Linked DNA regions of Mus musculus: region 2 is linked to region 1. Evidence: chromatin contacts called from public promoter capture Hi-C data. All regions are on one chromosome and are shown on one strand. Each heading gives the region's core, a stretch centred on a gene start, on an enhancer-like site or on the middle of the called end of the contact. The rest is flanking DNA. Distances are from core to core; before and after follow the strand shown. Region 1 holds the start of Slc17a3 (solute carrier family 17 (sodium phosphate), member 3). Region 2 holds the start of 4932702P03Rik (RIKEN cDNA 4932702P03 gene).

Region 1 (7,007 bases), core at 3,634-6,133:
AATAGGGAAATCATACGACTGCAGGGAGCTGTGTTCACCTGGCCACAGGTATTGGTACAGATGTACTTCAGCTGAAAGCACTTTTGATCTCTCTCTCTCCCTCTCTCTCTTTCCAAACCCCAGGAGAAGTAGACTAGGTAGCAACTGTGGTAAATAAGCTGACTATTCAGAACTCAGCATCTTCTCAGGGTGTCACAGAGAGCTCCCAGTGTTCTCCATGGATACTTCAGCAGACCAAATTAATGACTGTCTCTCAGGGAAGCCTAGGTCTACCCAGCTCATCCTGTGCCTGAACAAGTCAGTGGATTCACTTCAGGGAACTGGACAAGAGTTGGACTGGCCACTCTCCTAAGCCGTGCTGGCCAGCTTAGATGTGTGCCTTCAGTTCTTACTGAGCACACACTTGCTGATCACTCTCCCTGTGTAGCAGCACACAGCTGGTAAAGCTCGTGATCTGGGGAGGAGAACAACAGACAGAGCCGAACAGTAAGTCTGTCTTAGAGGGTGTCAGGGCTGTGCAGAAAATAAAACAAGAGGTCCAGTCCCAGGGACATGCCTGAGAGCTGGTTATGTGGGTGTCTGAGGGGAAAGCACACTCCACAAGGTGGAAATGCCCTGAAGTAGAAAGAGATTGCCTGGAGTGACTGCCAACACCAGGTGAATATGACAAGCAGAGGGAGCCAGAAGTAGAACCTGGTCTTGAAGGTCTCATGTGCTGCCAGAAGCACTCTGACTTTTATTCTGAATAGGGTGAGGGACACTAGAGGTGTTTGTGCAAGAGTGAGACAGGATGAGACCCTGAAAAGAAATGAAGCCAAGCTGCTGGAGGCTCTGTCCACATCTCCTTCCATATGATAGTGAGGTGGTAAAGACAGTTGTTTCAGGCTATTGACTTTAAGGTGATATGCCTGTAGGGATCACTGAGTGACAAAGACAGAGCCAGGAAGACCATGGGGTTGAGAGTAGCCTGGGCTATCTCAAAGGTAATTAAATGTGGAATGTGGACCTGCTGGAATGCACCAAGTAGGTCTTAAGTGTAACACTCTATTCCTGTCCTTCCTCCAGACAGTCATCCCTTCTGCTTTCACATCATCAGAATTCCATCAAAGGAAGGAGGAGAAAGGAGCCAGAGGTGCATGGGAAGCAGAGGGTGGGGCGGGGGCAGGGTAGAGAGGAGGAAGATGAGTGACATGTCATGACATGGAGGGAAATACCGTAGTGAGACCCATTCACTGGTCTAACTTGGTGCTAACTCTAAAGAATTAATAATATTTGAAAAGAATAAGGTTTTGTTAATCTTATAAAGCAATACTGAAAAAGATAGCTTAGCAAGTTAAAATACAGCAAATACAGTACAGAATTGTATAGAAATCGTGTAGAATAAATGCAGTGACATTATATTTGGTAAATTAAGCTTACAAAAATTCTTTGATTTTGGATATTTATGTAATTTGTTACATTAATCAAGCAAAATAATTATGTTTGCATTATTGCAAGCAAATATTAAAGGAATGGGACATGAGGCTGTCTGCCAACAGCGATGTTAACAATTGTGAAGAGTAAATTCATATAGATAAAGATGAGAAAGTAACTGTGAAAACTATTCTTCTAAGAGTGTTTTTCCTGCCTTCACATAATTGTGAAGTGTGCATTAATGTAAGTGTGTTACAAAAAGAATAAAAAATGTAAAGATGACTAATCCATTGTTTTATATAAATACATTACAGAAAAGAGTGCACCATAAAGCCAGTGAGCAAGCAGCTGTGTACAGTTTACCTTTCAGGGCAGGGGTCTTCTTGTTCACTGGCGTACCTAGGACGAACTCACTCTGCTCACTTGTAGGGCTCATCTCTACCACTGTGGCCATTGTGGTTTTTTTCTTTCTGGGTAATTAGTGTTTCTCAGAAAAAATAGAAAAGAAAAGAACCAACATGAAATTACCCTTCAGTTGAGCTGTATGTAGAGAGAGAGAAAGAAAGAGAGAGACAGAGACAGAGAGACAGAGACAGACACAAAGACAAAGACAGAGAGAGAGACAAAGACAGAGTTAGAGAGAGACAAGAGACAAAGAGACAGAGAGAGACAGACAGACACAGAAACAGAGAGACCCTAATGTAGGAAAGCATTAGAAGAGACAGAGCATCATAGCAGTAGGAGTGGGGCTTCAATTCTAGACACTAAAGGGGGCTTTCAAGTTGGTGAACAAGTCCCACACTACATGATCTAGTTTGCCTTGGCATATGGACCAGAAGTCAGGAAGGCAAGCTTAGTGTAACTCAATGTTGTCAGTTAGGGGTAGGGGGCAGGGCTGGATTTGATCACAGCTGTAAATAAGAGGGGGACTGAAGGCCACAGCACAGTGCAGCATATTTTCTTATCAACTCTTCGTCCTAAAGACCTAGAGGAGTGTATGGCCTGATTTCTGAGAGAGAGAGAGAGAGAGAGAGAGAGAGAGAGAATGCACAAGCTAGATGATCTGTGGTCTAACAGGACAATATATAATCCATAGGTGTTAGTTAAAAGAAAATGCATTTGAGGACCTTTGAAGAGTCAGTACCAAGCAGCCAAAACCAGGCTCATTCCATCTACCTGGGGAGCAAGGTGGGGTGCAGCTGGCTACTATCTCCTACTTCAATATAATAGGCATCCTGCCGCTAAGGCCTGGAACTACTTATCACTGGATTTATCAGAGTCACTACAGAATGCTTGAAGAGCTCTGGCTTGGGAGCTAGGCTCTCCCCAGTTCCAGTACAGGTTCATATTGATCTACTTTGCTACAGGAACAAATGCCACAGAACCCAGCTTTCATCGTGGGTGCTGGAAAGTTAACTAAGGTCTTTACATTCTACAGTAAGCACTCTATTACTGAGCCATCTCTCCAGTCCCCTCTCAGACATTTTAATTTGGTTAAGGTTCATATCACCTCATTGGTTTTCTTAATCCAGTATTCTTGCATAAGAGTAACCTTATTTTCTCTTACGCTATAGTTCTGTCTCCTAACTTATCTGGATGAGAATCTGGGCAATGAATGAATTTGATTATGAAAGGCTGCACTTCTTCAGAAAATTGTGGTAGTCACATGGCTGAAGCATAGCTGACTAAGGAAAAGATCAATACTTTCTGTGGGACAGGGCATACATCTTCGCAATGTCTGTGAGAGTTCCTGGAAGGCCCCTGAGTCTACAACGTCTGGTTCACTGGTTAGAACTGTAATAGTGTGGAAAGGATGAAATAGTATAAGTTCAGAGGCCAGTTATCTTAATTTCGGATAGACTTAGCCACTTCAACAACCATTTCTTGCCCACCTCTACTTAGTGTCAGGACTAACATTCCATGACTGATAAATAACCTTTTGAAATCTATTGATTTTTAAAGAGGATTACGATGATGACGGCTATTGCTAACAACTGCTACTGCTACTGTTACTGCTAGATTCTGATTCTGATACTGATACTACTAGCTTGTACCTATTCAAAGTCTAAGAATTTTATCAGGTAGCATCTGAGGCCTTAGAAAAACTTCCCCATCTTGCTGTGTCTGCCTCTCTATGTAGACTCTAGTGTATTTTAAACTTGCCTTGATTTATGACTTTTGTCATTCTATAAAACTATAAAATTCATGAGACGGCTTCCATATTGGGACATGAACATCTGGCATAACCTAAATCTCTGTTCCCAGACCATGGTCTCTCAAATATGGCTCCAGTATAATGTCATGTTTGCTGTAAGGTAAGAGCTGTGTGCTTTTTGTATTGATGATGTAACAGGCAAAGAAGTGATTGCTAACACCATTTTATCTAGAGTGGTTTTCACAATGCTCACACTGTTCTTCATGTCCCCAGCAGCTGTCAGACTAACAAGAGTAGTTACAACCACTGCTGTAGACTCAGGACCCAGGCAGGGCCATGGACCTCAGAAAACTCACTGACTCTCTTCTCCTAGGCCATTGAGCTCATTAGCAAAAGAACTGATGTTTGTTCATGAGACACTTTGACTTTCCCCTTACCATTCTCTCTCTGTCTGTTTCTCTCTGTCTCTGTCTGTCTCTGTCTCTGTCTCTCTCATTCAATTTTTTTTTTTAAATAACAAGTTCTGTTGGGTATGGTAGATCTACCTCCCTTGATTCTCTGGACAAGTCACTTCTACACACATACATGATTTTATGTGACTACGTAAAAGTTTTAAAAACATTCCTTTATAGTATGTGTTTCTTGGATCTGTCTCCACAGCTGCTATTGTCTCCACCAATTCCTATGGTGATCTAGCACAAACTCTTCAGTTTCCAGTCTCTCCTCTCCCTCTCTTTCTTCTCCTCCCTCTCCTTACCCGCTGTCTCTGTATGTTCCTCCTTTTCCCCTCCCTCTTGGACCCTCTTTTCCCCTCCCTTCTCCCTCTCTTTCTCCATCCTCCGTTATCTTCTTCCCCTTCTCTCCCCCTTCCCCCTTCCCTTTGCCTCTCCCTCCATTTTTCCGTCTTCCTCACTCTTGCTTCCCCATTGCCTTTGTAGACATAGGTTTTTACATTGTATGAACATGTTTTTATTTTGTCAGCAGGAGAACATTTGAAGTTGGAGGAGGGATGTATAGCAACCCTCAGCTGGTATTCAAGGACAGTGCAGATCTTTGGCTACCCAATGAAAGTAAGTGACTTACCAACTTAGTGACTGAGGTAGGCCTTCCTGTGTTTCCTCTGGACAGGCTTCTCTTACCTCTTACCAGACCACTCAGTATTCTGTGTCACTCCATGACTCCAATTATTAATCATTAATGACAGGCTGAAGCACCCCCTGCTTTCAGCTGTGAGCTTCACAGCCTTCGTCCTTGTCCAGTGTCTTGCCAGCACCCCAGAAGGATCTACTGGGTCTGACACCTGCAGGCAGTTATTAGTCACATTGCCTTGCAGTATTTCTAAAGACATTTCCTTTTTCCGGTTTGAAATGGGATAAGTTACAAATTAAACACATTTTGTACTTTACCCCCTCTTTTTTTTGTCTGGTCTTTAATTTTCTTTTGCTTCTTTGAACTATGTGGGCCATAATCTTATTTAGTAACGTTGTTAACCAAATCAAATGGACAAAACCCACAAGCTTCTCATAAATTCAGTATTTATTCCCCATGACTTTTTTCCTGTCTTAATTACTTCTATGTTTGTTGATAAACTACATAAAACAATGCTCGTACCTACATCTCAATTTGCACATGTTACCATGTACAATGGCAAGTTTTCTAACTCACTTAAGTAACCGCTTAAAACTTTTATACATGCACATGATGCATTGTGATCAGACCTCACTCATTTTTGCCAACAAATTCCTCCCATTCCCCACTGTCACTTTTCCCTCTCAAGTTCATGCTTCTTCATTGCTTCTCCTCCTCCTCCTCCTCCTCCTCCTCCTCCTCCTCCTCCTCCTCCTCCCTACTGAGTCACGTAGTGTTGTCTGTGTGTTCATAGGTGTTGAACTATCTAATGGAATATGGATAGCATCTTAGAATCTGAATCCCTGAAGAAAACTGATGCTCTCACCGGCTAGCAGCCATAAATTGCCAATAGCTCCTCGGCCATGGGTGAGACTTCATGAGCTCCCGCCCTGACCGTGGCGAGATTTTGGCTGGCTGGATCTTGCTCAGGTCTTGTGTTTACAGCCACAGCTGCTGTGAGCTCACGTGTACAACAGCGCTGTCTTGTCTGGCAAAGAAGGTTTTGCAGTAGATGTCCACTACCTCTGGTGCTTAAGATGCCTCTTCTACAATGCTTCCTGAGCCTTATGATCAAGAATGTGACACAGATGCCCTTTTAAAGCTGATCATACCACAGTCTCTTACTCCCTAGATTTTGACAAGCCGTGGGTCTTTGTATTAATCACCTTATACTATAAAAAGAAGCTTCCCTGATGAGGGCTGAGAAATGCACCGAACTGATAATTTTGTAGTTTGATTTTTCTTTATGGTTGAATAATCTTCCATGTATCATTACACATTTATCAGGTGATGGGACATTTTAAACCTTTTCATTTCCTGGTGATTGTGAACAGAGAAGCAATAAACATGAATGAGTAAATAAATCTACAGTAGAATATAGAGTCTGTTGAGAATATTCTCAGGAAATGTTCTGGCTTGATCACATGATAGTCCTATGTCTAGCTTTTTGAGGTACCTCCACATTGATTTCCAACAAAGGGGCTGAGCTCGGAACACCCACACCAGCACACCAGAGGCCAAGCTTGTTCATTTCTTTAGACGATCCTGCCAATAGCTTGGAAGTAGACAACAGATTCATTGCCTTCCAAGCTCGTGAAGGAGTTTGTCCTTGCCTCAAAGGTGAGGTGGTACTTCAAACCCACTGTTTCGTATAGGCAAAAAACAAACAAACAAACAAACAAAAAACAAAAAAACTCTACCTCTCAGAGGCCCCTAGGCTTATGACTCAGCCTGAGCACTGATGTCAAACTCATTCACAGAAAGGAATCTGGGTTCTGTGTGCACTGAGCTCTTCTGGTAGCTCATCTTCACTGTGGCTTTAAGTCCTGTCTTGCTTTATGCTCTCAATGCATCTCCTTTGGTTTTGTGTTTGACTCTAAGTGCTGTAAGAGGACAAACCACTTCTCCATAATGGGAAGCCCTGACTGAAGCTCCTGACTGGAGCTGTTGGATGTGTCATTGAGGTTAATAATTTGAGAAGTCTGGGCCTTGGGGAATGAGGATTTTCTGAAGCATATGTAGTATACGATCTCCATAGTATACAATCTTTCACTGTCTGTAAGAGAAAGAAGTACAGACACAGCTCATATACACATCTGAAATTTAAAGGTAGAAAGGTCTAAGTTCATTATGGAGTCTTAGGAGTTTTACCTCCTGTGTCAATTATTTTTCGCTGAGTCCTTTTTTAAAGAACTCTGTACTCTGGGATAAATAATCAACAACTTTAGAATTCACGTATTTCTAATTCTAAATTAACCAAGTTGGAATATGTGGCTTAGTTTTATAATTTAATTTTTAACTTTACTTTAAA
Region 2 (6,842 bases), core at 674-3,173, 1.1 Mb before region 1:
TTTTTTTTTGAATCGTTTGAGTTTTGAGTGGGTAGTGTTAGATCAATGTGGATATAAAATTATACTTCCTCACCAACAGTGCCCGATCAGTGAGGACCTCGTCCTGGGAGCTAAGCTAATAGCACTGGCACTTCAGCAACACCACGTGGTCCAGACCTGTGTCTTAGTTTCAGGGATGGGCAGCTGCCCAAGGTCATGCCCCAGCTCTCTCCAGTCTGTCTTCTACACACTCCACAGTTAGCCACTTTCTCCAGTCTTTTATTTTTACAGAGAAGTATGAGAAAGGCATTTTCTGAGCCCCTGGTATCCAGATACGATCCTGGAATACGAATGTGAACACTTGTCTGAGTGCATTTTCGGTTGCTAATAACACAATACCACAGCTTGGGTAAGTTGTATTGTTTTAGCTCATGGCTCTGATACAAGGTCAAGGCAATGGCCTTGCTAGCAGAATCCCTAGGCGGTATAGAGCATAATATGCAAAAGACCTAAGCAAACTGGCCTTTACAATAGAGTCACTCCTAAAGCTCCATTGAATTCCTAAGTGGTTGCATGGTGAAGGCAAAGCCTTAGTCAGCTATGAAAAGGTCCTGTATGACCCCGCCTCCTGGGCCTACAGGTGGCCCGTTCCTCGTGGGAGTTCCCCCACTAGGTGCCCCCCCCCCAACCCTCTGAGGGGCTTAGTCACCTTATGACACCAGTAAAATTGGATTAGGACCCAGCCTGACGGCTTCATTTTGAACCACTCCTAAAGGGCTCATCTCTTCCTACATTCTAGAATTTGGGGGTTAGGAGATCAACGTACAGATTTTGCCCCCAGGGTCCCCTGTGCCCGGGGGAAACCGGCTGTCTTCAAATTTAGACTTGGAATGTTGACACGAGCTTTCCCTCCCCATCCCCAACTCCCAGAGAGTTCATTTAAGGAGCAACAGCAGTGGGAACTCCAGGCAGAGCCTTGACCAGGGTTGAGCAGAGACCAGGACGAGAGGGCAAGCTCCCAGGCCTCAAGGCTCAGAGTTCCTCGCAGGTCCCAGCTGGACATGATGAAGGCAGGAGGGTGATACTGCTTCACAAATCAAGACAGAAAGGGTTGGCTGTGGGCTTCAAGTACTACCTCAATATGGAGCCTGCAGCCTTCGCTCCCAGACCTGATGGTTTCGCCCCTGCAGAATGCACAGGGAACCGCCTCTGAGTGGCAACTGACAGAGGCGCAGACAGCCCCACCTTTACTCTGCTCTGTGGCTACTAAGCTCCTAGTGGGGCTTTCTTCCCAGAGCGCCACAAAAAAAGAGGACCCTGGGTGATTCCCCCAGCGCTGCTCAGAGGGCCTCCTCCAACCCCTGGCTTGCTGATGAGTTCAGAAAGATTCAGTTGATGAGGGTTACAATAGTCCCGAGGACAGAGGCCAAGCCCAATCCCGAGGAACCGGAAGCACAGCCAGACTCTGGCATGTCCATACCAGGGGCACTTTCCTTTACATGTTGGGCGGTCCACAGACCTCTGCTCTCCGGGGAGTCACTTCAGCAATGGGAAAGCAGAACGCGGGAGCGCTAGAAGCCTCTTCCTCTAAGAAAAAACGAAGTGTGTTCTGGGGCAAGGGAGAAAGCTGACCTAGAAAAGGAAAGGGCGGGGGGGGGGGGGGCATACATAGTTAGACCTTTGAGAACATTTTTTAAAGTTTTTGTTTTCATGACAAAAAAAAAATGTGTTTTTTTTTTGTCATGCTATCATCACTATCTATCAGCTATCTATCACCGGTCACAATACCTGAGATTTGATGAATTTACAAGAAGGAAGGGTCTATTTTGACTCACCGGTCTAGTCCACCGTTGTGAGCAGCTTACTTTGGGACCGGGCCCAGAATGAGCATCAACAGAGCTGGGCTGAGGAAAACGGCTCCCACGGCGGGTGGAGAAGCAGAGCGAGGAAGGCACGCACCCAGTGAGGTCACTTCCTTCCACCGGACCCCACTTCTTAAAGCTTCCAGTGTGTTCCAGCAGTGGCGGGGTTTGGGGATCAAGTCTTCCCACACATTGGTCTTTCTGGGACATTTTAGATCCAAACAGTGGCCGAAAGTCATTGTCATTGGGCTGGTGTGTATTTGGCTCATCTCCCTTTCAAAAACTCAGTAAAATAAAGAACTCTTGCAAGACCGTAATGATCAAGGAGACTTTTAATTCACAGACCTGAGGAGTAGCACTCTGGGTCTCAGAACGGGACCTCCACAATTTACCCCAACAAAATTGCTAATAGACTGATGGAGACAACTTCGTGGTGGAAGAGATCCAAGAATGAATACATCCAGCATCAATTCTACAAAACTAGAAACTTCAAGGACGTCTGGTAATGTGGTTTAAGGGAAGGTGTGTCTATGAAGGGTCGCACAGAATCGTTTAGGGTGACGTATTCATTAGCTCAGTTAGAGCGGCGGCTCCAGGGCATGGACATATTCATCACATTATACTTAGTATGTGTAGTTTATTCTAAGTGAATTATACCCCAATATACTTTTTAAAAAATTACTTTTCCTGCAGTGCTATGAACTGAATTTAGGTTCTCACACACGTAGGTAAATTCCTAGTTGTAAATTGGTTTTTGTTTGTTTGTTTGTTTTATAAATACTGTCAGGGCTGTGCTACAGTGTCTCAAAATACAGTGGGGAGAGAGAGAGAGAGAGAGAGAGAGAGAGAGAGAGAGAGAGAGAGAGAAAGGAAGGGAAGGAAGGAAGGAAGGAAGGAAGGAAGGAAGGAAGGAAGGAAGAAAGAAAGAAAGAAAGAAAGAAAGAAAGAAAGAAAGAAAGAAAGAAAGAAAGAAAGAAAGAAAGAAAGAAAGAGAGAGAGAAAGTTAGTTTGCAGCAGGGACAGAATGTCCTTTAATATTGATAGAAAGCCACTGAGCTGAGACTGGTCAATTCAAGCTGACTGTCCTCAAGAAGGACCCGTGAGTTTCAGAAATTGTATTTGTTTTCCCAATATAGATACAGCAAATAATAGTTTTAGTCTTTGTTCATTTGGGGTGTGTGTGGTGTGTGTGTGTGTGTGTGTGTGTGTGTGTGTGTGTGTGGTTTTGTTTTGATTTGAGACAGGCTCTTTCTACGGAGCCTGACTGTTCTAGAACTTACTATGTAGACCAGGTTGGCCTTGAACTCACAGAAATCTGCCTGCCTCTGTCTGCTCAATGCTGGGATCAAAGGAGTATGCCATTATACCTGGCTAAGTGTTTTAGTCTTTGCAGACAACCCCTATTACAGTCCATTTAAAACCTTTTTGTGGGCTGGAGAGATGGCTCAGTGGCTATGAGCACTGACTGCTCTTGCAGAGGTCCTGAGTTCAATTTCCAGCAATGGTGGCTCATTACACATAGTGGTGGCTCACAACCATCTGTAAAGGGGATCTGGTGCCCTCATCTGGCGTATCTGAAGACTGTGACAGTGGACTCACATACATGAAATAAATAAAACTGAAAAAAAAAAAGTCTTTTTGTAAGATAAGAGCAGCCATGGGGTCATTCATACATAAACACATGAATGATCATGGTCCAAAAACTTTTTACAGACACAAAATTTGAAATTCATATTAGGCATGTGATCAAAACATTTCAATTTTTTTCCCAACCATATAAATCCTAAAACCTGGAGCTGGAGATATAATTCAGGGGTAGAGCCTACCATACACCAGACTCCAGGCTTCTGTCTCCAATACTGAGGGAGAAAAAAGAAAAAAGATTACAGTAAAAGCATTTTTTAAAAATCCCTTTTTAGCACATGCAGCATAAGAAAACAGGTCTCCTGATCCATCTCCAGGGACCCTCTCTATAGGGAGGACCAGAGGATCAGAGGATTAAACGGTCCTCCTCGGTGCCTGGCAGGCTGCTTGAACTGACTGTTCTCAGCAGGTTTATCTCTCGGTGTTAGAGGACATTCTGTCCTCCGCTGGAGAGGCTTGTAAGTGGCAGCCGTGCAGGCGAAGAGTGTAGATTCAGGCCAGTGTCCCTTGACCACAAGTCCCAGATTTAGCCACATTAGCAGAAGGAAAATATAGTTCTCCTTCAAAGAAGACTTCCTTAGATCATCATATGTATGGAATACAAGAATCAACACCTTGTCAAAACATGTGGAAGATAATACATTTAAACGAATAAAATCAAGACTCAGCATCCAGGATATCTTGGTCACATAAAAATAATAATAATAAAAAAAAAGTCCTCACTATGTGAAAGAAGTGTTGAGGAATACTTTTTTTGTTTTGTTTTGGGTTTTTTTGTTTTGTTTTGTTTTTCGGGACAGGGTTTCTCTGTATAGTCCTGGCTGTCCTGGAACTCACTTTGTAGACCAGGCTGGCCTCGAACTCAGAAATCCGCCTGCCTCTGCCTCCCGAGTGCTAGGATTAAAGGCATGTGCTACCACACCCAGCTACCTGTTTTTAAATTACAATTGTGTGTGTGTGTGTGTGTGTGTGTGTGTGTGTGTGTGTACATGTGCATATTATCCAGATATTTTGTGTGGAGGCCAGAGAACAACTTTGGGGCGTTGGTTCTTTCTGTCTACCATGTGGGTCCTGGGAATCAAACCTAAGTCTTCAGGCTTGGCAGCAGGGGTCTTGCCCTGCTGATCTATGTCACTGTTTTCTTACTTCACTGGATGGCTGTTTACTTCTTGAGACAGGTCTGTAGCCTGGGCTGGCCTTGAATACAGTAGTAGTTGTGGATGGTGATCTTGAACTCCTGATTTCCCCACTCCCACCTTCCAAGTGCTAAAATCACAAGTGATGGCTGTTCCTCATTGTGTGTCTTTTGTTTGTTTAAGACTTATTTATTTTATTTATATGAGTACACTGGTTGTGAGCCACCATGTGGTTGCTGGGACTTGAACTCAGGGCCTCTGGAAGAGCAGCCAGTGGCCTTAACCGCTGAGCCATCTCTCTTTAAGGTGTCTTAAACATACTCAATTGCAGGATGCTGGCATTTGAATCTTTCTAAAACAGTAACTAGTTGTGCGCTCAGCCTCTGAGCCCTATAAAATGCTTTCTCCCACATGCTACAACAGTTTCTCAACCTGTGGGTTGCAACCTCCATAGCAGTTATATATCAGATAATTGCATTACGATTCATAACAGTAGCAAAATTACAGTTATGAAGAAGCAATGAAATAACCTGTAGTTGGGTTCACAACGGCAGGAGGAACTGGATTAAAGGGTCTCAGAATTAGGAGGGTTGAGGACCACTGCTTATTTTTCTCTGTTCATCAATACCTCTGAGAGTCTTGGAACCCAAGATCATTAGTTATTGACAGAGCAAGATGGATGCTGAGGGGCTAGCCTAACCCCTTTTTAGTCCCCAGGAAACAAGTGGGTCACAAGACAGGATCCATTTTCCAGTACCCATTGTGATGTTTATTTCTGATTCACTATAGAGTCAAGGTTCTTTTGTGATGGATGGATCAGAGAGACCAGGCTGAGTTCAGGCAAGAACAGAACCAGCAAACCCACTGCAAACCTAGAAGGAGGGTGGCTTATAGTGTGCTCCAGTGGAAGACACCAAGTCCATGACCTCCCACTTTGTCTTTAGCTTCCAGACACACTCGAAGCTTTCCTCATCATCGTAGCAACAGAACTTTCAGGGGTCTAGAAGGTTCTCCAGGATTTGCCCTCCAACATGCCTGGACTACTTCGTGCATTGGGAAGTAGGTCTCAGCACTTGATTCCCAGATCCACCACTGACTCTGACCCTGTGAAAATTACTTATGCTCTCTGGACTTCCAGTGGGTGTCTACGACATAGCAACGCTTTCTTTCAGGATTAATTGGAAAAGTCAACAGGAGCGAGTACACTTGTGCACAGAAAGCAGCCGGGGTCACAGGCTTCAGCACCATGCTCTGTTGTTCTAACTTGGGCCAGATTCTCTGTGCCAGAAATGTCCAGTTACCCACGAAAATAGCATTAGCCTGGTCTGTAGATTGGGAAGATTCTGTGTATGAAGCTAAATACTAGTGCTTAAAAAAAAATCACTGTTCCTCTAACATTATAGATAATATTGAACTATAATATATAGATATAAACATACTGCTTTTAAAATAAAAGTACATTCCTATACATTTTAATTCCATTATTCCACCAGTAAAGTTATAATATACTGAGCCCTCTGATTTTTTTTTGAGTTTTCAGTTAACTATAGCTGAGAAATAGAAAATTCCAGAACAAACAATTACTAAAATTTAAGTTGTAGTTCTAATTCTCCTAACTTTTTTTTTTTTTTCATTTTTACACATAGGATCTCAAATAGTCCAGGCTGCCCTCAAACTTGTTGTATAGCCAAGGCTAGCACTGAATTCCTGTTCCACCTTGTTCTCCTCTCCCAAAGCTAAGACTACAGTACTGGCTCTTCCATTCTCTAAATGCCAAGGGCATCATCAAGGCCAACAGCCTTGGGACCATGGGCACCTGGGCAACTACCATAAGTCAGTCAACATCTCAGGCTGCAATTAGCTCCAGTCCATTGCTCTGGGTCCTGCTTTGTTGGTGGACCTTGTATAATTCCTTTTTATGTGCTTGAGTATTTTGCCCACATGTATGAACTCTGTACATTCTTCCTGCTGCTGCTGCTGCTGCTGCTGCTGCTGCTGCTGCTGCTGCTGCTGCTGCTGCTGCCGTCGCTGCCGCTGCCGCTGCCGCCACCGCTGCTGCTGGAGGCCAGAAGAGGGCACTGGACCCCTGAAAGTGGAGTTCTGGACAGTTGCAAGTCATCCTGTGAGCGCTAGGAACTGAACCACAGTCTTCTGCAAGAGCAGTGAGGTCTTATATGTAGCCATTTCTCTAGTCCCTTAAATAAGTTTTTAAGCACAAATG

The links. Promoter capture Hi-C pulls out the DNA fragments that hold promoters and counts their contacts.
Region 2: a contact with region 1 is called in a promoter capture Hi-C map of liver, with 3 times the contacts expected there. The contact joins the promoter of 4932702P03Rik here to the promoter of Slc17a3 in region 1. A contact is called at or near these places in 1 of 39 promoter capture datasets (liver), 1 of 15 datasets of contacts at CTCF or cohesin (large pre-B cells) and 1 of 9 other capture datasets (liver).

The regions. Positions count from the first base shown.
Region 1 is chr13:23,837,310-23,844,316 of GRCm38.p6, reverse strand. It overlaps Slc17a3 (solute carrier family 17 (sodium phosphate), member 3), which reads right to left and starts at 4,883. Exons shown (of 12, transcript NM_001164743.1): 1 at 4,652-4,883.
Region 2 is chr13:24,900,681-24,907,522 of GRCm38.p6, reverse strand. 4932702P03Rik (RIKEN cDNA 4932702P03 gene) reads right to left here and starts at 1,923. Exons shown (of 3, transcript NR_045182.1): 1 at 1,815-1,923. It overlaps D130043K22Rik (RIKEN cDNA D130043K22 gene), which reads right to left. Exons shown (of 21, transcript NM_001081051.2): 21 at 6,084-6,842.